Regions from separate parts of the Mus musculus genome. Here all the other regions are linked to region 4. A link is a contact called in public HiChIP or PLAC-seq and promoter capture Hi-C data. All regions are on one chromosome and are shown on one strand. The core of a region is the stretch at or near the end of the contact, and the rest is flanking DNA. Distances in the headings are between cores, read along the strand shown.

Region 1 (2,700 bases), core at 110-2,609, 800 kb after region 4:
CCCTGCAAAGCCATAGCAGCCCCTTGAAAAGTTCCAGAGACACGAAAGGGGGAGGGCAGAGGGGGCGTGGCCACTGCATGCATGGGTGGAGCTGACAAAGCAGGCTGGGAAAAGGAGAGACAGCCCACAGGAGATGGTGTCAGGTTTCCAGGCCTCCATCATCTGCTGTAGCTGTAGAGGCAGCCACCCTGTCAGACCTTGTGTGTAAGATGGTAAATTTGGGGCGAGGAGGAAATGGTTAAGGGGAAGCACTGAAGGGAGCTTTTGGGAAAGAAAGCTAGCATAGGAGTGGGTGAGGGACAGTGACAGACAGGAGCATGATGTAATAATATCCATGATCCAGAGACCAGGGTGAGGAAAAGGGCCGCTTTCCACAAGCCAGGCATGACAGCACATCCCTACAACCCCAGCACAGAGAGGGTAGAGACAGAAAGATCAGAAGTTCAAGACCAGCGTGGGCTGCCTAGTTCAATGAAACTCTGCCTCATTAACACATGGAGGGAGAGAGAAGTTCCCAAAGTATTGTAAGATAACACAGGACATAAAGTCAGGAGTTCAATCCTGGCAGCAGCAACGGCGCACTTGAGAGGCAGAGGCAGGCAGATTTCTGAGTTTGAGGCCAGCCTGGTCTACAGAGTAAGTTCCAGGACAGCCAGGGCTACACAGAGAAACCCTGTCTCAAAAAGCCAATTTAATAAAGAAACAAACAAACAAACAAACACCCCAAGATTCAAACTTTACATTCCACCTTCCATCTGGGAGTGTTGATTAATAGGTCTCACCCTCGACAAAGTGCTGTTTCCTGGTGTCAGGGCTACATTTCCACTGACTCTTTCAGAGCTCTACACTTCTGAGGAATGTAAGGGACTGTCATGAGCCCAGCGTGACAGAAAACAAACGGGGAAAACCAAAACACTGCAACAAAGCTGGATGAGAACTGCTTGTTGCAGCCAGGAAGTGGTTCAGGAGCCAGGGTGCTCTGCAGTGAGGCGGGTGAGGGCACGGATCTCAGAAAAGAGGAAGAGCTGAGGGGGGCTCTGAATGTAAAAGAAGCCCAGAAGAGACCCAGCCTCAGCCCAGTGGTTAGGCCCACAATGGAGGTGGCAGGGATTTGTCTGCAGGTGGAGGGAGTTGCCATATACCCGACACAGAGAGAGACACTTTCCCCTGTGCTGTACTCTCCCACTCCCAGGTGTCCCCAGCACTTACCCTTGATGGCCCTTACTCCTCGGGGACTCAGGAAGCTCATTGCGGTTAGGAGTACCGGGACCAGCTCCACAAAAAGGACCATTGCTGGGGTGAGTGGCTCTAACAACGTCTGTTTGGGAAGCAAGGGAGCAAGATCGAGGTAAAAAGAAACAGAGTCCAGGTTAGGGGAAGACCCTTGCGGTAAGCAGCCAATCAGAGCAGTTCTCTGAGATAATGGGTTTGTTGCTGGGCAAGGAAGTAAAGAGTCTGGGTGAGAAGGTGGAGAGTGGAGGCCATGGGTCATCTGTCACTTCACCTTTCAAGAAGGGGCTTCAGGAAGGAGCAGAGAAGTCACAGAGCACCAAATGGCTATGCTGGGCAAAGCCTCCATCTGGTCCATGATAGAACCTGATTTTTCCTGTGGGTCCCTCTGGAAATTTTGGGGGGTAAAATATAAAACAAAACACACTAAGAACTTTTAAAGGGAGATCATTGGATATAATAAATCACAGCATAGAAACTCTTATATTTGTAAATCATTTTCAAAAACATTATTTTATTTTATCTGTAAGGAAGACTGTGTAACGGCTGAAGATGCTCCCCCTGAAGGAACACTACAGGCAGTTCCTACAAGTGACATGGGGTGGGCAGAGGACATTGGTGGTCTCCATTTGTCCCTTCTAGTCCCCAGACACCCTCTTGCACGCTGGCCAGAGGTTGACCAGGGTCCGCATGCACCTAGCGTTTGCCTATTGGTGAACTCAGCCAATGGCTGGCACTGGAAGGACTCAGTCAATACAGTAAATAGAGAGATTCAGGCCACGCCTTTAATGCCAGCACTCTGGAGGCTGAGGCAGGTGAATCTCTATGAGTTCAATGGCAGCCTGGTTTACACAGTAAGTTCCAGGCCAGCCAGGCTACATAGAGAAACTTTGTCTCAAAAAAGAGAAAGGAAATAGAAATGGGTAAAGAGAACTTCCATCAAACTTGTGGCAGCCATCTTCCAAAGAGGCTGAAATCAAGGGTTTTCAAGCTTGACGCTGTCTGAGAAGTCTGCGACTTTGGCTCCAGCGAGTTGCTTTGGCTCAGTGAAGTTTGTAACAAATACTCGTTCCGGGTGCTGCGGAGGTGGCTCTGTGGGTAAAGTGCTTGCCACACAAGCACAAGGACGTGAGTTTGGATTCCCAACACACCGAAAAAGCCAGGCATGGTGGCACATGTCTGTAAACCCTCAGCCGTGGCGGGGCAGAGACAGGGAGATCCGTGTAACTGGCTAGCCAGCCAGTCTAGCCAAACAGGTGAGCTCTAGGGCTTTAGGGTCAGCAGCAGAGCCATCTCAAAAGATGCAGTGGGTGGGCAGGCTGGGAAATACTCAGCCTTAAAATCCCACGCTGCTCTGCCAGAGGACCAGAGTTTGGGAAACAGCGCCCTCAAGAGGCTGCTCACGACATTCTGTAACTGCAACTCCAGGGGACACAGTGTACTCTCTGCAGATGTCTGCATGAATGAGGG
Region 2 (2,700 bases), core at 186-2,685, 860 kb after region 4:
GCTGATGAAGCATGCACCCCCACAGACCACCCCCTTCAGGAAGAGCAAGGGGTCCGAGACCACAGGCTTGCTATGATTAGAGAACTAGAAAGATCAACGGGTTTTGGGGAAGTTCACCCAAAGATGGGGAGTGGGGGTGAGAAGTTGAGAACAAGGAACTGAAGGCACAGTGGCAATAAGCAGGCCACAACCTCTCTCTCACCTGAGGGCTGCTGACAGGCCCGGAGAATCCTGGGGGAGCCGGAGGGGGCAGACCAGGGGACCCCATGGAAGAACTGATGACTGGGAAGGGGGAGCCCAGTGGCGGGGGTGGCATTGGAGGTGGAGGTGCTGAAGGGGTAAGAGGTGGGCCAGGAGGAGAAGACGGACGGATCCCCTGAGAAAGGGGATTTGGGGAGGAGCTGTCTGGGCTTCGGGAATCTGAGAAGTGGGTACGTACAAGGCAGACACACACGGACAGGAGAGACAAGAAGAGAAAGTGAGCCTTTTGATCATCCAAATGGACACTTTAATTCTCCCTGACCCACCACAGCCCGCAACCCTGGAGTTCAGAAATACCAAGTGGCCAAACAACAATTTCACTTCTAATAGTCGTGAGAGGAGGCGGTTGACAAAAAGGGAGGCAGGTCAGGCGGGGCTACTGGGTCATCCCAAGCTGACCTCGGGAGGGGGGGCTGTGAAGCAGCACGTGGAGGTGTAGCAGCGAACCCCTCGTCCAACCCCAACTTAGAACATTCGGGGCAAAGAGTATGGCAGAAATACCCGGTCCCAGAGCGTAAGCTCAGCCTTCGAATGCCCAGAGTCCTCCAGCCCACGGGGAACGGTGTCCTTCCCACGCCCGAGACCGCGCACGCAGGCCCCGCCGCGGGCCCGAACCTGAAGGGCGGAAGCTCCCCCGCCGCGCCCCGCCCCGGGGGAGGGCGCTGGGCCTCGGGACGTCGAGGGCGCGTGTTTACAAACAAGGGGGCGGGAGCGCGGGGAGGGGGCGCGAGGGGCGCCGGCCCGGGCCCACGGGACACTCACCCCGCCCGCTGTCGCCCATCCCGTCCCGGCCAGCCTCCCCCGGCTCCGGCTCCAGGGCTTGCTGCTCTCCGGCCGCCGCCGCCGCCGCCGCGGGATCCAGCCAGGGCCGCCGCCGCCGCCACCGGGACGCGACCCCACAATGCATCTCTTTTCTCACCCCCACCGGCCCACACTGCCCCGCGGCATGCCGCGGCGGGAGGAAGGGCGGACGAGTGGCCCAAGACATGACGCCCGGGCCGAGGGCGGGGAAGCCGGAGAGGCGCCAGGGACGCGCAGGGGGGACAGCGGGGGACTCGGGGGCCGCGACGAAGCCGCGGAGGCGAGCAGGCCGCGGCCTGTGGCAGCGCGACTCAAGAGCCGCGCTCGGCTCGGCACTGAGATGACAGCACCGGCGCGGCCGCCATCTTTGTACAGACGGGAAGTCTCGCCTTGAGCTCCCGCCCCTTCGCCGAGGTGGAAACGGAGGAGGCGGTGCCCGCCAGCCCGCCGTCCCCTCGGATAACCCCCCAGCTCTGCGCATGCGTCCTGACGCCGTGGCCGCGCCGCCCTCGGGGCGCCGCCATGTTGGTAAAGGTATCGGGGCGCAGGCAAGAAAGGGAGCTTCCGGATCTCGCGGGAGCTCGAGGCGTGAGTGCCACGTCCCAGCAAACCGAGAACCGAGAGGATCCCGGAGCCGGTGAGAGGTCCCTGCTGCTCCCTTACGGCGCTTTCCAGGCCTTTACCCCAACCAGTGGGCCATAGAGACGCGGGCCCAGAGAGACCGTAAAGTTGCTGATCAAAGGCTAGAGCGGTGTCGGGGGTGGGGGGCTGCATCCAGGAAGGGTGTTGGGGATGAGGTGGACCGGCCTTGGGGACAATGTAAGAGCGGAGCAAGTAGTATAGAGGAAGGGCTTCAAGGGACGCGGATCCCGAATAGGTAGATTGAGAGTCAAGTCGAGTCGTCTCTTGTTCCTCCGGTCAGCGTGATGACCATGGGCCTGCGGGCCCCCCACTGGGTGGCTGTGGGACTGCTGACCTGGGCGGCTTTGGGGCTGCTGGTGGCCGGACACGAGGGTCATGGTGACCTGCACAAAGATGTGGAAGAGGACTTCCATGGCCACAGTCACGGGCACTCACATGAAGATTTCCACCATGGCCACAGCCACGGGCACTCGCATGAAGATTTCCACCATGGCCACGGCCACACTCATGAAAGCATCTGGCATGGGCATGCCCACAGCCACGACCATGGACACTCACGTGAGGAATTACACCATGGCCATAGCCATGGCCACTCCCACGATAGCCTCCACCACGGAGGACATGGACATGCCCATCGTGAACATAGCCATGGGACTTCTAGGGAGGCTGGGGCTCCAGGCATCAAACACCACCTGGACACTGTCACCCTCTGGGCCTACGTGAGTCGCCAGGGGATGTGGGGAAGAGGGACTGGTTCTTAATCGGTGGGAAGCTCCATCTTTGCCTTCTGATTGTGCTTCTCCACCAGGCACTGGGGGCCACAGTGCTGATCTCCGCAGCTCCGTTCTTCGTGCTGTTCCTCATCCCAGTAGAATCTAACTCTCCCAGGCACCGCTCTCTGCTCCAGATCCTGCTCAGTTTTGCTTCCGGGGGGCTCCTGGGTGATGCGTTCCTCCACCTCATCCCGCATGCCTTGGGTAAGTAACTTGTGGGCTC
Region 3 (2,700 bases), core at 40-2,539, 630 kb after region 4:
CTCGTCCTCACAAGAATACGCCTCAGGAAACGCAAACGGTACTTGGTACATTTGAAAAAAAAAATAATAATAAAACTAAGGGACACCAAAAGTTGGGTGGTAGAGGGGGGGGGATGGGCCTGGGTAGAGTTGGAAGAGGGAGTAAATATGACCAAAACTGTACGAAATTCTCAGCGAACTAATAAAACTAGGATACAAAAAATAAATAAAATATTTGCCAGTTTCTGCTACCCCACCCCCACCCTGTGGGACTCTCTCCTGTGTGCAAAAGGCCCTGACCCCCTAGGGGGCACTCGTTCTCAGGAGAGCCCCGACTACAAAACCAACAAATGGGAATCCAGGCAACCTCTGAGAACTGCCTGCTTGCACGGTCACTCCAGGCATCTTAAGGGTAACTGCGAGACTGAAGACACCTCTATGGCTTAGGGGACTGGGGCTTTATTTACTCTCTGGTCTCCGAACGAACTAGGACACCTCCGCTCACCCCAGGGTATGTATCACATATGTCCCTTCTGGGCCTAGTGTTTTCTTGGAAATTCAATTTACTAACTCAGTGTTTGAGTTCTGGATTCCATTTGACCAAAAAAATTAGGTTTCTTGGTCACTGGCTTCTCTCTGAGTTAGACGCCTAGAGTTCGCTCTCTTAAACCTCCACTCCACATGAGGAGTTGTCCGCAAACATCGGGACCACAGACCATCGCTGATCTGTTTCCCCACTTCAGAATCTGGCATTTCCTCCAGACAATGTACGGGGTGGGGGTGGGGGGCACTGGTATTGTAAGCCCTGTACGGGGGAGTGGGTGGGGGCACTGGTATTGTAAGCCCTGCTGTCTCCCCATGCACAACCCTTATCTTTGGTGGTCGATTTAAATTCTGCCGCCTCCTCCTCCTCCTCCGTTTATATGTCAGGCTCGCACCGGCGGCGGCACCATCCTAACTCAATATTAGAACACAGAAGTGAGAATGGAGTCTCACTCTCTCTTCAGAGAAAGGAAATCTATAGTAAAATCAGGATTTTGCCACCCCCTCCCACATCCCAGAGTCCCCAGGGTCCCTCAGAACACGACCCCCAGAGTGCTGGCTCTGGAGAGCCCTGCCCCCGGCACTTACTTTCGGAGTCTCCGCCCTCAGTCCCTGGGCTGCTCAGCACCATCAGCACCACCACAGCAGCCGAGAGGAGGAGGCTGGGGATCTGCAGAGCCATCTCTAAGGCACAGGTAATGGCAGTCACCAGGACTCACACCTGCTGTGCCCCCTTCAGAAAGCAAAGTTCTGTAGCCTGGAGTGATCTGAAATCCCAGAGTGTCAGGGTTGGTCCCAAGTGAGGAACCAATCAGCATTGGAGCTGAAGTCTGTCATCTGTCTCTGGGTAGACTTTGTTTACAAAGGCTCTCTATGCGCGGCATGGTCTGTTTCTTCATGAGCCCCACTGGATGAACGTTTGAGGTGACTGCTCCTCTCAGTTACAGAGTAAACTTTTCTAAACTGCAGACTGCCTGTGTTTGGGGGTTTAAAGAGAAAAGTGCGTGAAGTATAGACAACTTTGGGATAATTATTTCAAATCTACTGTTCTTACACTTGAGGTTGTAGTGGGAGAAATGAGTGTGACATGTATTAAGAGACAGAGAAATCATGTTTTGTTACATCTGACCCTCTGGGGTGCCTCAGGTGAGAAAGCAGAGTTCTTGGGGAGTCGCTGAGCCTCTTTCCAATCCTGGAATTCTCTTTGTAAAATGCAAGCCATGTTCCCTGAACTGTATTCTAGGTTTTGATAAGCTCACATGGAAGAGCAGTGTGATGTGGTTAATAATGGAAAGCATTGAGCTGTCCTGTGTACATGTTGGAAATGTCAGGTTAATGTGTGTCTCAGCCCTGCTGGCTCATGCACCTTCCCCATGCAGGAGTCTTCTACATTCACGATATTCCAATGAAAATACAGAAGTTGATCAGCCCAACGTTGCTCTTGTGGATTCTTCTGCTGTTTAAATCCTCCATAACCATGATGTCAGCTAAGGAAAACTCCACAACCTTTTAGGGCTTCCAGATCCAGCTGCCTGGAATTTCAAGGACAAAAGGCTAATGGTGTAAAATAGCAGTTTCAGGAAGGGACAGCCATAGGTTTGTCACACTGTGCCAGGCTGAATAACAGAGTCATCAACTTGTGCTTCAAATACATCTCTCCTCAGGTATACACTACTAAGTCTAATTGTCCATCAGCTGGAATGGTACCTGACAAATACCAAATGACTAAACAATAAGTCTCTTTCCCTGAAACTACAACACTATCTCTATTATTTTAGATCCTAGTTAAACAGGGGTCAGGACCTGAAAACAGAGTTGATGAAGGAAAAGGGAAAGACGTAGAGTTGGGTAACAAGACCATCCCGTGGGGGCTCCAGCAGCGCAGGTGAACTGCAGCATTCCAGGGTCCACACTGGCACCCTGATGTAGAGAACCAGAGAGGGACCGCACTGGGCTCTCACCATCAGCTCTGCTCAGGACAGACACAGATCTCCTAAGCCTAGGCAGGGAGCATGCAGGAGAAACATCAACTCAGATGTGGAAAGGGTTAGCAGACAAACATGGCCATTCAGGGACCATGGCAGTGGATGCTCTCAGGGTCCTCAGCCCCCACGTCAGACCTCCACACAATAATCTGCAGCCTCTGCCTCTTCTACACCTTCCCTAAGATGAAACCTA
Region 4 (2,700 bases), core at 98-2,597:
CGGTGTGCCACTTCTAGAGCCGACTCCACTTTGACGATGCAGATGTCAGAAACATCTTCATCTTCATCCTCATCCTCCTCTTCCGCCTTCAGCTCTAGGTCCTCATCCAGCGGAAACTCCAGCTTCACCGGTCGCAGGAGCGGAGGGGGTAGAGGAGGTGGTGGTGGGGGTTTTGGAGCTGGCTTTGGGGTCCTGGCTGGAGGGAGGAGGGACTTGGTGGCACTGACACTGCTTAGGAGGCTAGCCTCGCTGACCCCATCTTCTTTAAGGCCTATTTTGGGCTCAATGAACTGGCTAAGGGCGTTCCGGCATTTCTCCACTACATGCTCCATTTGCAGGTAGGAGGCTGCTGTCAGGTAGTTCACGATGTCCCTGACTGCGAACTCCAGGGCGCCTGTGTAGCAAGAGAGGAGCAAGTCCGCCACAATACGCGCGCTGTGCATCAGTGAGACCTGCAGCTCAGAACTGGGGTTCAGCAAGAACTGGTCCCGGAGGAACGGTGAGCAGGCGGCCAGGATGACCTTGTGGCCACGGAATTTGAGGCTGTCGGCCACGATGGTCACATCACAGAACCGCTCCTCTGCACGGAGCTGGTTCATGTTCCGCAACGTTGCGGCCTCGTGGCCAGGCAGCTGGAAGCGCAGGACTTCCACCCCAGAGGCCATTGTGGCGGGAGTGGACTGCCCTGGGTGGGAAGGAAACGAGTCAGAGACAAAGGTCTCTGGCTGTCGGAGGCCAAGGCTCCAGACCCCTCATCCCTACCTCCCTAGTCTTGGCGCGCCTCCCTCAGTTTCCCCAATTCCAAGGAGGCGCGGTCCCTCCGAGGAGGGAGGCGTGGTTCCCGGGGGCGGGGCAGCGGCGTCCACACCCCCCAGTCCCGCAGCCCGCGCGCCCACGGGAGAATGGATAAAGGGGTGGATGGGGGGAAAAAACCAGAGGATTGCAACTCTGGGGTGGCCCCCGGTTGCAGGTACTCCTCACCCGCCTCGCTCTAGCCTGGGCCGCGCTGCTGTGAGTCCCCCTTTTCACGTCCTCCCACCGCCCGGACAGGTCGTGCACGCCCCCCTCCCACGCGCAGATCTCCGTGGCACGCCCCCCCACCCAGACTCACGACCCTGGGTGCACGCGCCTCTCACCTGGCCCGGTTCCGCGTGCTGATTTTTCCCCCCTGGTCCCCCACCCCCCCGGGGCCAGCGACGCCCCCCACACACGGGCAGGGCCGGGGCAGCGCGCAGGCGCGGGGGTGCACGGGGTGCGCGCGCGGGCCGGCTCCGCGTGGGCGGGAGGGGGAGGGGCGGGGGCAGCTCGTGCCGAGTGTTCCAAGGCCCCGCGCAGCGCAGCGTCCTCGCGGACTCGGGGCGGAGGAAGAGGGGAGGGAATTAAAGGAGCAGGATTCCCCCTCCCCGACCCCCCTTTTCTCCCCCGGCACCCCCACGCGGTTAAAGGGCTGGACAGTCGGGCCTCCCCTTTGGCCAGGATTATTTGTCCGCCAGAGCGGAAATACGCTCCACACCGCCCCCTATTTCACGCTCCCCCTCCTCTCTGCCTCTGGGGCCCGCGGCCCGTCTGCGCGTGCGTGCCAAGGCCCGCGCACTCGGCCCCGCCCCCGGCTCCTAGAGCCCCCCTCCCGCGCCCCAGCGCGTCCCCGCTAGCCCCGCCTGCCCCGCGCCCCCCAGCGCGCGCGCTCCCCGGGAACTGCGCAATCTGCGCGGCCACCTGCTCTCCAGCAAGGCGTCACTCCCGCCCAGCTGTGCGAGTCAGGCCACCTCCCAGAGCCTTGGACCTGCCGGTGGCCTACCAATCTTAGGATCACTGCTGCCCTCGGGTGCATCCTCCGCTGAATGTGTGCACAGTTCCTCAGGCCACATTTCCAGACTTTTCCAAGTCTTCTGAAGCTGGTGCCCACTGTAGTCCTGATCTAAAAGAGAATTTCACTTTCCACAAAGCCTGATGAGCCAGCGCTTGCCCTCAGCTTGTCCGGCTTAGAGCACACGGTTACGTCAATCACACTCATTCTCCCTTCTATTTTATCCACTCTGACTTCTTGCCAAGGTCAAGAACCCCACTCATACTGTGAAAGATTAGTGCGTTTCACCTTCACTGTGTAATTAACCCTGGGACTAATCTTGCAAATTGTGCAATTATTTATATTGGTACTAATGTGCCATCTATAATTTTCTCTGCACCCACTCTGTCCTGTCCCAGAAGAGGAGATGCTCCCTGACCCTAGATACCCACTCTACTCCGGACTGGCTTTCTTTGCCACTCCAAAACTACCTTCAACACAACTTCAATGTGAGTACCTGTCTTGAAGGCTAGCCCACCAGCGCTTCTGTGCACCCCAAATACCCACACTGGCTTTAAAGAATAAAGTCCTCAGGGGGTGGCCGCTGTTGCCTGCAGGTTATATTTTTTTTATTACACCCTCCAGGAAGCTTCTCAATCCTGAGGATGCTCAACTGCTTGCAACCCGATGCCCCCCCCCCCCCCAAGACATCTTGAATACAGGAATTAAGTTATGTATGGGCTGTGTTTTGCAAATAAAAGTCAGACAATAAATGGCTGGGTGTTGACATCATTGGCTTTCAGCTGGACCTGCATCCGCCCATACAAAGTTCATTCCTGATTGAACCGAATTCTCACACCCAAGAGATGCTGTTCCCGGAGAAGGCGCAGACAGCCGCGAGGCAGTACCTTGGC

Evidence for each region. Promoter capture Hi-C pulls out the DNA fragments that hold promoters and counts their contacts. HiChIP or PLAC-seq counts read pairs in DNA pulled down with a chosen protein or histone mark.
Region 1: a contact with region 4 is called in a promoter capture Hi-C map of cranial neural crest. The contact joins the promoter of H2-Oa here to the promoter of Zbtb12 in region 4. A contact is called at or near these places in 3 of 39 promoter capture datasets (the C10 cell line, cranial neural crest and pre-B cells), 2 of 115 datasets of contacts at active chromatin or transcription factors (embryonic hindbrain and forebrain) and 2 of 9 other capture datasets (embryonic stem cells and liver).
Region 2: a contact with region 4 is called in an H3K4me3 HiChIP or PLAC-seq map of fetal liver, with 2.9 times the contacts expected there. The contact joins the promoter of Rxrb here to the promoter of Zbtb12 in region 4. A contact is called at or near these places in 5 of 39 promoter capture datasets (the SN4741 cell line, hippocampal neurons, liver and 2 more), 5 of 484 Hi-C or Micro-C datasets (the HL-1 cell line, embryonic stem cells and myocytes), 13 of 115 datasets of contacts at active chromatin or transcription factors (astrocytes, cardiomyocytes, embryonic forebrain and 8 more) and 2 of 9 other capture datasets (embryonic stem cells and liver).
Region 3: an H3K4me3 HiChIP or PLAC-seq map of bone marrow-derived macrophages shows a contact between it and region 4, with 4 times the contacts expected there. The contact joins the promoter of H2-Ab1 here to the promoter of Zbtb12 in region 4. A contact is called at or near these places in 2 of 39 promoter capture datasets (the HPC-7 cell line and hippocampal neurons) and 1 of 115 datasets of contacts at active chromatin or transcription factors (bone marrow-derived macrophages).

What each region holds. Positions count from the first base shown.
Region 1 is chr17:34,091,038-34,093,737 of GRCm38.p6, reverse strand. It overlaps H2-Oa (histocompatibility 2, O region alpha locus), which reads right to left and starts at 1,359. Exons shown (of 5, transcript NM_008206.2): 1 at 1,210-1,359. The coding sequence starts at 1,291. It overlaps BC051537 (cDNA sequence BC051537), which reads left to right. Exons shown (of 5, transcript NR_046183.1): 3 at 1,193-1,298.
Region 2 is chr17:34,030,547-34,033,246 of GRCm38.p6, reverse strand. It overlaps Rxrb (retinoid X receptor beta), which reads right to left and starts at 1,435. Exons shown (of 10, transcript NM_011306.4): 1 at 1,024-1,435; 2 at 203-420. The coding sequence starts at 1,249. It overlaps Slc39a7 (solute carrier family 39 (zinc transporter), member 7), which reads left to right and starts at 1,557. Exons shown (of 7, transcript NM_008202.2): 1 at 1,557-2,423; 2 at 2,513-2,681. The coding sequence starts at 1,989.
Region 3 is chr17:34,261,816-34,264,515 of GRCm38.p6, reverse strand. H2-Ab1 (histocompatibility 2, class II antigen A, beta 1) reads right to left here and starts at 1,289. Exons shown (of 6, transcript NM_207105.3): 1 at 1,111-1,289. The coding sequence starts at 1,204.
Region 4 is chr17:34,893,206-34,895,905 of GRCm38.p6, reverse strand. Zbtb12 (zinc finger and BTB domain containing 12) reads right to left here and starts at 1,347. Exons shown (of 2, transcript NM_198886.3): 1 at 1,137-1,347; 2 at 1-685. The coding sequence starts at 665.